Linked DNA regions of Pan troglodytes: region 2 is linked to region 1. The links are chromatin contacts, called in public HiChIP or PLAC-seq maps. All regions are on one chromosome and are shown on one strand. Each heading gives the region's core, a stretch centred on a gene start, on an enhancer-like site or on the middle of the called end of the contact. The rest is flanking DNA. Distances are from core to core; before and after follow the strand shown.

Region 1 (4,078 bases), core at 1,466-3,965:
TCTGCAGGCCCTGGGCCTGCTAGGTGGATCCATGTATCTGTTTTCCTGTGTGTTTGTTCAGGGAAAGAGAGGCATGAGCCAGAAGTCTTTGGTTCAAGACCCAGCTCTTCCACTTACTAGCTGTAGGAAGGAGGGGGAGTTGGGGAGGGGGGTCTTTCCTTAAGCCTCAGTTTCCTGGTCTATTAAAAAAAAACTAATAATTGCTGCCTAACAGGGCTCTTGTGGACAGTGATGAGCACATGCAATCAATTTTTAAATTAAGACATTCACAAATGTACACTTGACATCAACTGGGGGGAAAGGGTTGGAATCACTTACTCCATCTGGTATGTAGGGGGGAAATGTTCATACAGGACCAGGCCTGTGATGGGCTCAGTTAGATCTGGAAGAAAGAGGTAGGTGGGGGTCACAAAGTTGAGGTTCAATTTCTATCACTTTGTAGCTGCAGGACCTGGGTTAGGTTATTTAGCATCTCTGAGCCTCTTTCCACATCTGTAAAATGGAGATAAAGAGTCCTGATTCTCCCAAAATTGTTGTGAGAAATGAATCCATTGATCCAACAAATAGATGATGGGATAACACAGACAGAATGAACTTCCGTTGGTGTGAATGTGGGACCTGAGCTAAAATCAGGGAATCAGTGAGTGGCTGCAGGAACAGAATGTTAACTTGGGCTAACGTATGTATGAAAAGCAATTTACAAAGTGGACATTTCTATAATGCTCTGTATAAATGTTATTTAGACAGGAAGCCTAAGAAAACACAGGCATTGGGCCTAATTTAATATTTTCTGGTCTCTTTACATTTAATGTTTATAGGGGTGGGACTGCAAGGGGATTGAATTAGGGGCAGTATGAAGAATTCCTCCCTTCTTTTTCCCAGCCAGGAGACACAGGAAACAATAGAGGGAACAATGGAGAAGCCCCTTTATTCAATATTGGTGAGATCAGCACCAATTTCGATAACTGAATAGAACTTCTGTGTGCCTAATACTTTAAAAAAACTATTGTAAGTTTGAAGCCAGGTCAGTCAGCATTATTTGGGCCTGAAGTTAGTACATAAAATTTCATCTTTCAATGTTCTCTCCAACATCAATTTTTAGAAAAAATATATCCCCCCCTTATAAAAATCTACAGTGGCCAGTGTGGTTAGGCACCACTGATTTGAAACAGCATTCTTCACCAATCCAGAAAAGAGGATGGTGACCTATTTTTTTTTTAAAAGATCATTTGACACGCCTTTGAAAAATAAGTCAATCTCAGAAAAAGAAAACAGGTATTTAGCCAGAAATGTTTTCTGAATTTCTACCAGGAGGCATGCTATTCGCAAGGATGAAGGAACTGTCTTTCTAGAGCCGTTCTTTGCTCCTGTTTTATTTCCCCTCTGAAATCACTAGCCGACGTTTCTGACATCACTGGGTTGCTGTGGAAATGTTTATTTCACAGAGGATTTCGACCTCCAGTGGGGAATTTACAAGTGGAAGTGTGAACTCTTGGAAAAACACAATTGGTTTGAATAAAAATAGGCAGCATTTGGAAACGGGATTCAGAAAGAAAACAATATAAACTGCCTTTAAGAGGTTGTTTCAAGTCTTCCTGCAAGGATTCAAATACTTTTAAGAGCATCTTACACAGATATGCTGGTTTTTATTTGAATTTTACTTTCTATAAATATCTGTATAAAGAGTAAGGGGAAGCAAGTAAAGAATGTCTTCTTGCAGGAAAAAAAAAAAACACACCTTTCAGTCACCCAATTATTAAGACTGAAAGATTTGGTTCTAAAATACCATTTTGTGAGGAGAGAGAGAGACGACATTATATCCGTTTACATTTTTATATCATATAATGGACTTTAGAGAATAGCTCCCTTTAAATAATTGTGACTCAAGGGGCCTGAGTTTTAGTGCAGAAGCCACAAAATCCATTTTCGTTTTAAACTGTTAAATCAACAGAACGCCAAACTAGAGCCTTTCTTCCTGCTGGGGCAGTATTGTCCCCTAAATCCACTTTCCAGTCCTCTCAGCCTAGCCTAGTTTGATGTAGCATTGACTTAGCTTAACTACAGCAACCGGCAAAAGGAAGTGGGTTTGCATTTGGAATGGGAGGAGGCAGGCACCGGTGTGTCTGTGCCTGCGTGGACACGCGCGCGGGGGGCTGGAGGGATCGCGAAAGCAAGAAAAGCGGGACATAGCAACTATGTGAAAATAATTTTCCCGTGGCTGGAAGAGGGGTCTCTGCATGGAAAAGCAATTTTAGGAATAAAAAAAAAAATCTTCAAACAGGGTGGAAGGAAGGCTTGCCAGGAGGTTGCCGGACGTAGCGGGGGGGTGGGCGCCTGTGTTTTTCCTCGAGCATTTTTTCTCTTCCCGGGCTCAGGGCGGCCCACTCCCCACCCATCCATCCACCTGCCCGCGCCCTCACCCGCGCCCCCTGCCGTCCCGGGACGCGCATGGCCCGGCGGCTATGGCGAGGAGGTCGGAGAAGGCAGGCGGCCGGCCGGCCACGGGCTGCAAAAGGTCTGGCGGCGCGGGCTGATTTAGTGGCCGGGGCTGTAGTACAGGCTGTCCCCGGCAGCCGGCGGAGTCAGCGCGCCCACGTGACGGCCCCGGCTCTCCGGTGAGCTCCCCAAACAGACGCACACCCAGCCACACGCGCGCGCTCGCGCGCGCGCACACACACCACACACACACACACACGCACGCACGCACCCCCGCGCGCACACGCCCGCCCGCTCGCGCTGCCTCTGCGCCTCCATCCCGGCTCGCTCATTATCTCGCCCTCTCGCTTCCCCTGCGGTCTCTCGCTCTGCGCGCACACACCACACACACGCACACGCACACACACGCGCGCACACACGCAGCCGGCACAGGCGGCGGCGGCGGCTGCCCAAGTCAGGACGAACCTCTCTAGGTACCGTCTTGAGAAGGCGGCAGCGGCGGCGGCGGCGGCGGCGGCGGCGGCAGCGGCAGCGGCAGCCCAAGCATCCCTCCTCTCCCGGAGAGGGAGCACCGCCGAGAGTTTCCGTTCCCTTTGCCATTCCCTTCCCCTTCCTTTTCTTTTATTTTCGAGAGAATTTCTTCTTGGCTTATTGGTTTAATTTGATTTTTAAAATTTTGGGTTGCTTTTGTGTATGTGTGCTTTTTTTTTCTTTCCTCATTTTATTTGCATCCAGAGCATGGCGGGCTGCGGGCTGTCGGAAGACACCCTCTTCTCTTCCTTCTTTTACAACTACGGCTCCTCCTGGGAAACCCCTTCCAACCAGGTAAGGGGTGGCTCGGTGCCGGGCGGCGTCGCGCCCCTTGCCCCCTGCCGCGCGCTCACTTGGTACTCGGTGGGGAGGCAGAGGCTCGGGAGGGGGTGGGGAGGATGGGGGCCAAGTGGGTCGCACTGTCTGGGTCAGCGCCAACCGGCGAGAGGAGGTACCCCCCCTTCCCCCATCGCTAGCTTTCCAGTCTCCAGGTTCTGTCGCGTTCCTCCCGTGCCCCATCTGCCATCGACACCTTCCCCCACCACCTCCCAGCCCAGCGGGAACCCGAGAAAGAGGCAGGAGCCGGCGCGTTACCCCGAACAACTCCAGGCAGAACCAGGGAACTCGAGCGCAACCTTCCCCAAGTCGCCGCGGGCGCCGCGCCCCTGTGCGCCCGGCGCCTACCCGCCTTCCAGTTGCGCCGAGGGGCTGCAGAGCCGCAAGCCCCCCGCGACGTGCTGTCCCCCCTCCACTCCCCTCGGGGCCCGAGCCGCCTCTTTCCCTAAAATGGCTGCAATCTCAAGTAGAGGCGTCCCCTGACCCGCGGAGGTGGGGGGGGGGGGGTGGGGTGCAGAGTGGAGCCTCCGCTCCTCCTGACCCCGCGCCTCCCCTGGGGCGCAGAAGCACCCCACAAACACACACACTTAACTTTGATGACTGTGCAATGCAGTCCGGCTGCATCGTGCCCTAGACGCTCCACGCCGCCGGCCTGTAGGTGTGCGTGTCGGTGTGACTCGGGGGGCCCAGGGACGCTGGGGGTAGACGCCGGAAGGGGGGCGTGGAAGGAGATGGATGTCAGCGGGCCACTGGTAACCTGGAGAGGCAGGCATGT
Region 2 (4,279 bases), core at 1,739-4,238, 440 kb before region 1:
ACTGCTTTTATCAGGGATAAAGATAGTCGGTGTATGGGTTTATTTCTTCTTTGAAAAAAGTTAACCACAATATAATTAGCTCTCTTTTTTGTCAGTCTGGGCTGCTGTTGATGAGGTATCTAGAGGCCTTCTGGTATAGGTGCCTAAAAGCTTAAACTGCATTTAATTATTATTATTACTCAATGTCAGGCTACATAAATGAAAAGAGATAAAAAAGAATTGCTTGCAGCTACATTGCCTTGGTTTGTGATTTCATCACATCTCACAAGCGAAGCAGGTTTGAGCTGGCACTTGGGGCATGAAACCTCTAAGGAAAACCCAGGCAGCTAGAGATGCTGTTTCAACCGAGTTGAAAGTCTCTCCACATGCTGGGGAGGGTAGAGGCTTGCCACACTTTGATTTTGCTCCCCAGCTTTATTTTTAAATACCGTAATAACTGTCTGACTTATTTCGGAGAAGGAAAGCAAATAGGGGAAATGGAGTCACAGGGAGAGTGGTCTTAAAGGCACACAGTCTGGAATGCGAAGATTTCTTGGCTCCCAACGCTCATTGATTGTCTGTCCTGCTGCCTGAAATACCAGTGAGGGCGCCAAAGGAGCAGTGGTATATCATGAAGGGCTCATCTAACTGTGGAAACTGGAATGGGCTTTCCCACCTGAATGCAGGCAGACAGCAAGGTGCAGACAAGGAGGCTCGAAAGGCAGATGGACCAAGTTCTGCCCACTTTTCCTACAGTCTATTTTATCCACAGGTCAGGATGAAAACAGATGGTTTGCCAGAGGGCAATATATTGGCAGACAGTACCTTGCTTTTTAGGCATGAGACGTCAGGCTTAGGAACAAGTGCTTGGCACTGAGTTAATTAACTCTAGACATTCAGCTCAAGGATGACCTTCTTTCTAGCTCCTTAGATTAAAAAGATAATGAGTTAGGCAGCCCAGAATGGTCAGAAGACCAGAAGCTTTAGCTGCATTCTAGCCCCACCTTTTTTTCTGCTGTTCTCTAGCACATTAGTTTGCAAGCCCCCTAGGACAGGGACCATGGTGTGCAATGTTATTGAACTTCCCCAGGATGAGTGCTGCAGTTGTATACAACAGGCAGAAAACCAGTGTGCTGACTAGTATACTGGTTCCTTTTCTTAGTTCCTGGCCAGCCAGTCCATTGTAAAATTTTCTTTAGATTATGATGCCAGGGACTATTGCTTTTTGAAGGGCTGCCAGGGAGAGTTCAAGCCATTCAGGCCCTTCATCAGTTGTGTCACCATCCATTTCAGTTATCTGTTGACACCTAGCAAATCACCCTAAAACTTAGTGGCTTAAAGTACAACTACTTATTTAGTATGTGATGCTGTGAGTCAGCTAGTTGAGCAAGGCTCAGCTGGGTGGTTCTTCGGCTGGTCTCAGCTGGGCTCACTCATGTGCTTGTCATCAGCTGTGCGGGTGGGGGTGGGGGGGCGTGGAGGGGGCGGCAGGCAATGGCCTCACTCACACATCTGGTGATGGTTGACTGTTGGTTGGGAATCCTACCTTAACCAGCAAGCTATTCGGAGCTTATTTACACGGTTTCCAAGAGCAGAAGCAAGAGTTAATTCCTAATGCACAATTGCTTTAAAAGCCTTTTTTTTCCTTTTTTTTTTTTTTTTCTGGTAACACATGTACAAACGTTGCTTTGGTCAAAGCAAGTTACATGACTGAGCACAGAGTGAAAGTTAGAGACAGTGGCAGGGCAAGGGACAAAGAAGGGGAATGATTGCTGCCATTTTGCAAACAGTCTATCATGTGCAAAACAAGGCCAAGAACAAACTTTCAAGGTGATACTTCATTCTTAGATTTCCAAGATGCTAGAGCCAGAAGTCCTAGTTGAGTCCCTGTTTCTCCACGTTTCAGGCCTCAGTTTCCCCATCTAATAAATGAGGATAACATCCATTTCACAGGGTTGATCCAGGATCAACAGGGGCTAAAAATTATAAATAAATGTTGGCATTGATGCTTCCACAATTGTACAATGGGTTCACAACTTCTCAACCTACTTGCTCATCTCCACACACAGCGTTTCTGCGAGTACAGAGGGCTCACTATTGATAGTGGTCCAAGAGGGGATTTTAGGTGTCACAGGAACACCACCTTGAATACGACTGACTTATGTGTGTGATTCACCTTCCCTCTGTCATTCTCTTTCAGTCCTTCCTCTTAGGAGAAGTCTCAGCTTAATGCCAATGCCTTCCCTTTTTGCTAATTATTTTATTTTTTGTAAAGAGGGGGTGTGTCGCTTTGTGGCCGAGGCTGCTCTTGAACTCCTGTCCTCAAGGGATCCTCCTGCCTCAGCCTCCCAAGGTGCTGGGATTACAGGCATGAGCCATGGAATGCCACCAGTGCCAATTTGTCTTTGACACCTCTCTCAACCCATGCTAACCATCTCCCTCAGAGTTTTTGGCCCTATTTAGAATTGAATAATGCTTTATTTTCAATTTTTACATTTGCTTCCTATTAATGACAAATGATACGTTAAAAAATATATAAGCAAGCATTAATAGTTTAAAAAACAATGCTAAGTATATAATAAAACGTGGTTCATTCATTCTTGCGTTCAACAAATATTCGTCCAATAAATATATGTAGAGCATCTCCTATGGGCCAGGATCTTGCCAAAGGCACATCTGCGAACCAAGGAAACCCCTGCCCTCGGGGAGCTTGCATTCTAGGCGTGGGAGTCGTGATGGTGGTCGGAGAAGGACTGGATTTGGGGATTTGCTTCTTGCGGGGGACACAGGCCTGCCCGTGGGGCCCGCCTCCCGCGCGGAGAGCGCTGAGGGGTCCGGAGTGACCCGTAGGCTGAGACCCTGGCTTCCCCTTGCCTAGAGGCCGGGCAGGAGGCGCGGAGCCCGGGATCGCGGGGCTGAGGGCGCGGGGCGGGCCCGGCGGGGCTCGGCTGCGGCCCGGGCTGTGTCTGCGGCCCCGGCGGCCGCGCCCCTCCTCCCTTTCCCTCCGGCGGAGGCTGACGTGGAGTCAACAGCGCGGGCGGCCGCGGGAGGCGGCGGCGCAGCGGCTCGGAGGCGCCGGGCCCTCTCGGGGCCGCGCGGGGCCCGGGCGGCGGCGGCGACGCGACGTCGCGAGGAGGAGGAGGCGGAGGGGGTCCAGGAGGCCGGCCAGCGCATGGAGGAGGAGGCCATGAACGGCGACCGGACTGAGAGCGACTGGCAGGGGCTGGTGAGCGAGGTGAGGCCGCGGCGCCGGCCAGGCGGGATGGGCCGGGCCGAGCGGCCGCCAGCCCCGGGCCCGCGCCCCCAGAGAGGCCGAGCTGGGAGGGACGAGAGGGGGGCGCGCACCCCAAGTGGCCGCGGCTGCCGCACCCGCGCGACCCCGCCAGGTGCACCGCTCCTCCTGCACTTTCGGGTCTGCGCGGGCGCCACTTTCTTCCGCGCCATCTGGTGTCAGCCTTTGGGGAGGGGCCTTCCCCCCAAGGCAGGGGTTGGCCGTGGATTGGAGGCTGAAGCCCTGAGATCCGGGAGCAGAAGGTGCCAAGCCCCACCTGCCTGCCCGCTCGCCACTGTTGTGGAGCCAAACAATTGGACGCCTGGGACTGAAACGGGAAGGTGGTGCCATGGGGGAGAATCCGAGCCCTGGGGTGGAACCTGGGCCAGGTGGAATTACCTGCGGCGGTGGTTCGAGTTGGGGGAGTTCGGGGGTCCGCTGCAGCCATTCACTCATTCACTTGCTCAATTCAATCAACACGTGTTTACTGCAGGCCTACCATGTGTAAGGTGGGGAGGGGCATTTATCGAAAAAGTGAAACACAGGTGCAGAAGTGATTCGATTTGTGGAAGCACAGAACACCGTGTCCCCCTGCCCTGCGACTCTTTTGTCATAAACATACCCTGGGGGTCCACTTTCAGGCTCCTATGCTATTTGCTCTTCAGTTCCCCCTAAGAGTTTGCCGACCTGCTGGGAGAAGCTGCCGGCCTCTCCAGGTGAGAGGGAATGCGGATTTCTCCCTCTCGCAGGTAAGTTGCCCTGGTTTGCCACCATTTGTGGGGGCAATTCCTGGTGTTACTTACCCATGCCGGGGAATTTCTCCCTTCTGAGAACCAAGTTCCAGCCCAAGGCCAACTTGGGGCTTCCTTTTCTTTAATCCTGTGCACACAATGCAGAGTGTATCGGTTTGCTCTTTTCCTTTCCTTGTGGGGTATGGGAAGGGAAACCCTCTACTGTCTCACTCCTTTTATCGTTTTCTGGGTCTCCAGGTCAGTCTGATAATAGTGCTTCATGCCCAGTGTGTGCAGA

Evidence for each region. HiChIP or PLAC-seq counts read pairs in DNA pulled down with a chosen protein or histone mark.
Region 2: a contact with region 1 is called in an H3K4me3 HiChIP or PLAC-seq map of stem cell-derived excitatory neurons, with 2.8 times the contacts expected there. The contact joins the promoter of CCDC149 here to the promoter of PPARGC1A in region 1. A contact is called at or near these places in 1 of 7 Hi-C or Micro-C datasets (stem cell-derived neural progenitor cells) and 1 of 1 datasets of contacts at active chromatin or transcription factors (stem cell-derived excitatory neurons).

Annotation. Positions count from the first base shown.
Region 1 is chr3:24,942,359-24,946,436 of NHGRI_mPanTro3-v2.0_pri, reverse strand. PPARGC1A (PPARG coactivator 1 alpha) reads left to right here and starts at 2,715. Exons shown (of 14, transcript XM_016951411.3): 1 at 2,715-3,261.
Region 2 is chr3:25,379,602-25,383,880 of NHGRI_mPanTro3-v2.0_pri, reverse strand. It overlaps CCDC149 (coiled-coil domain containing 149), which reads left to right and starts at 2,988. Exons shown (of 12, transcript XM_526540.5): 1 at 2,988-3,214. The coding sequence starts at 3,152.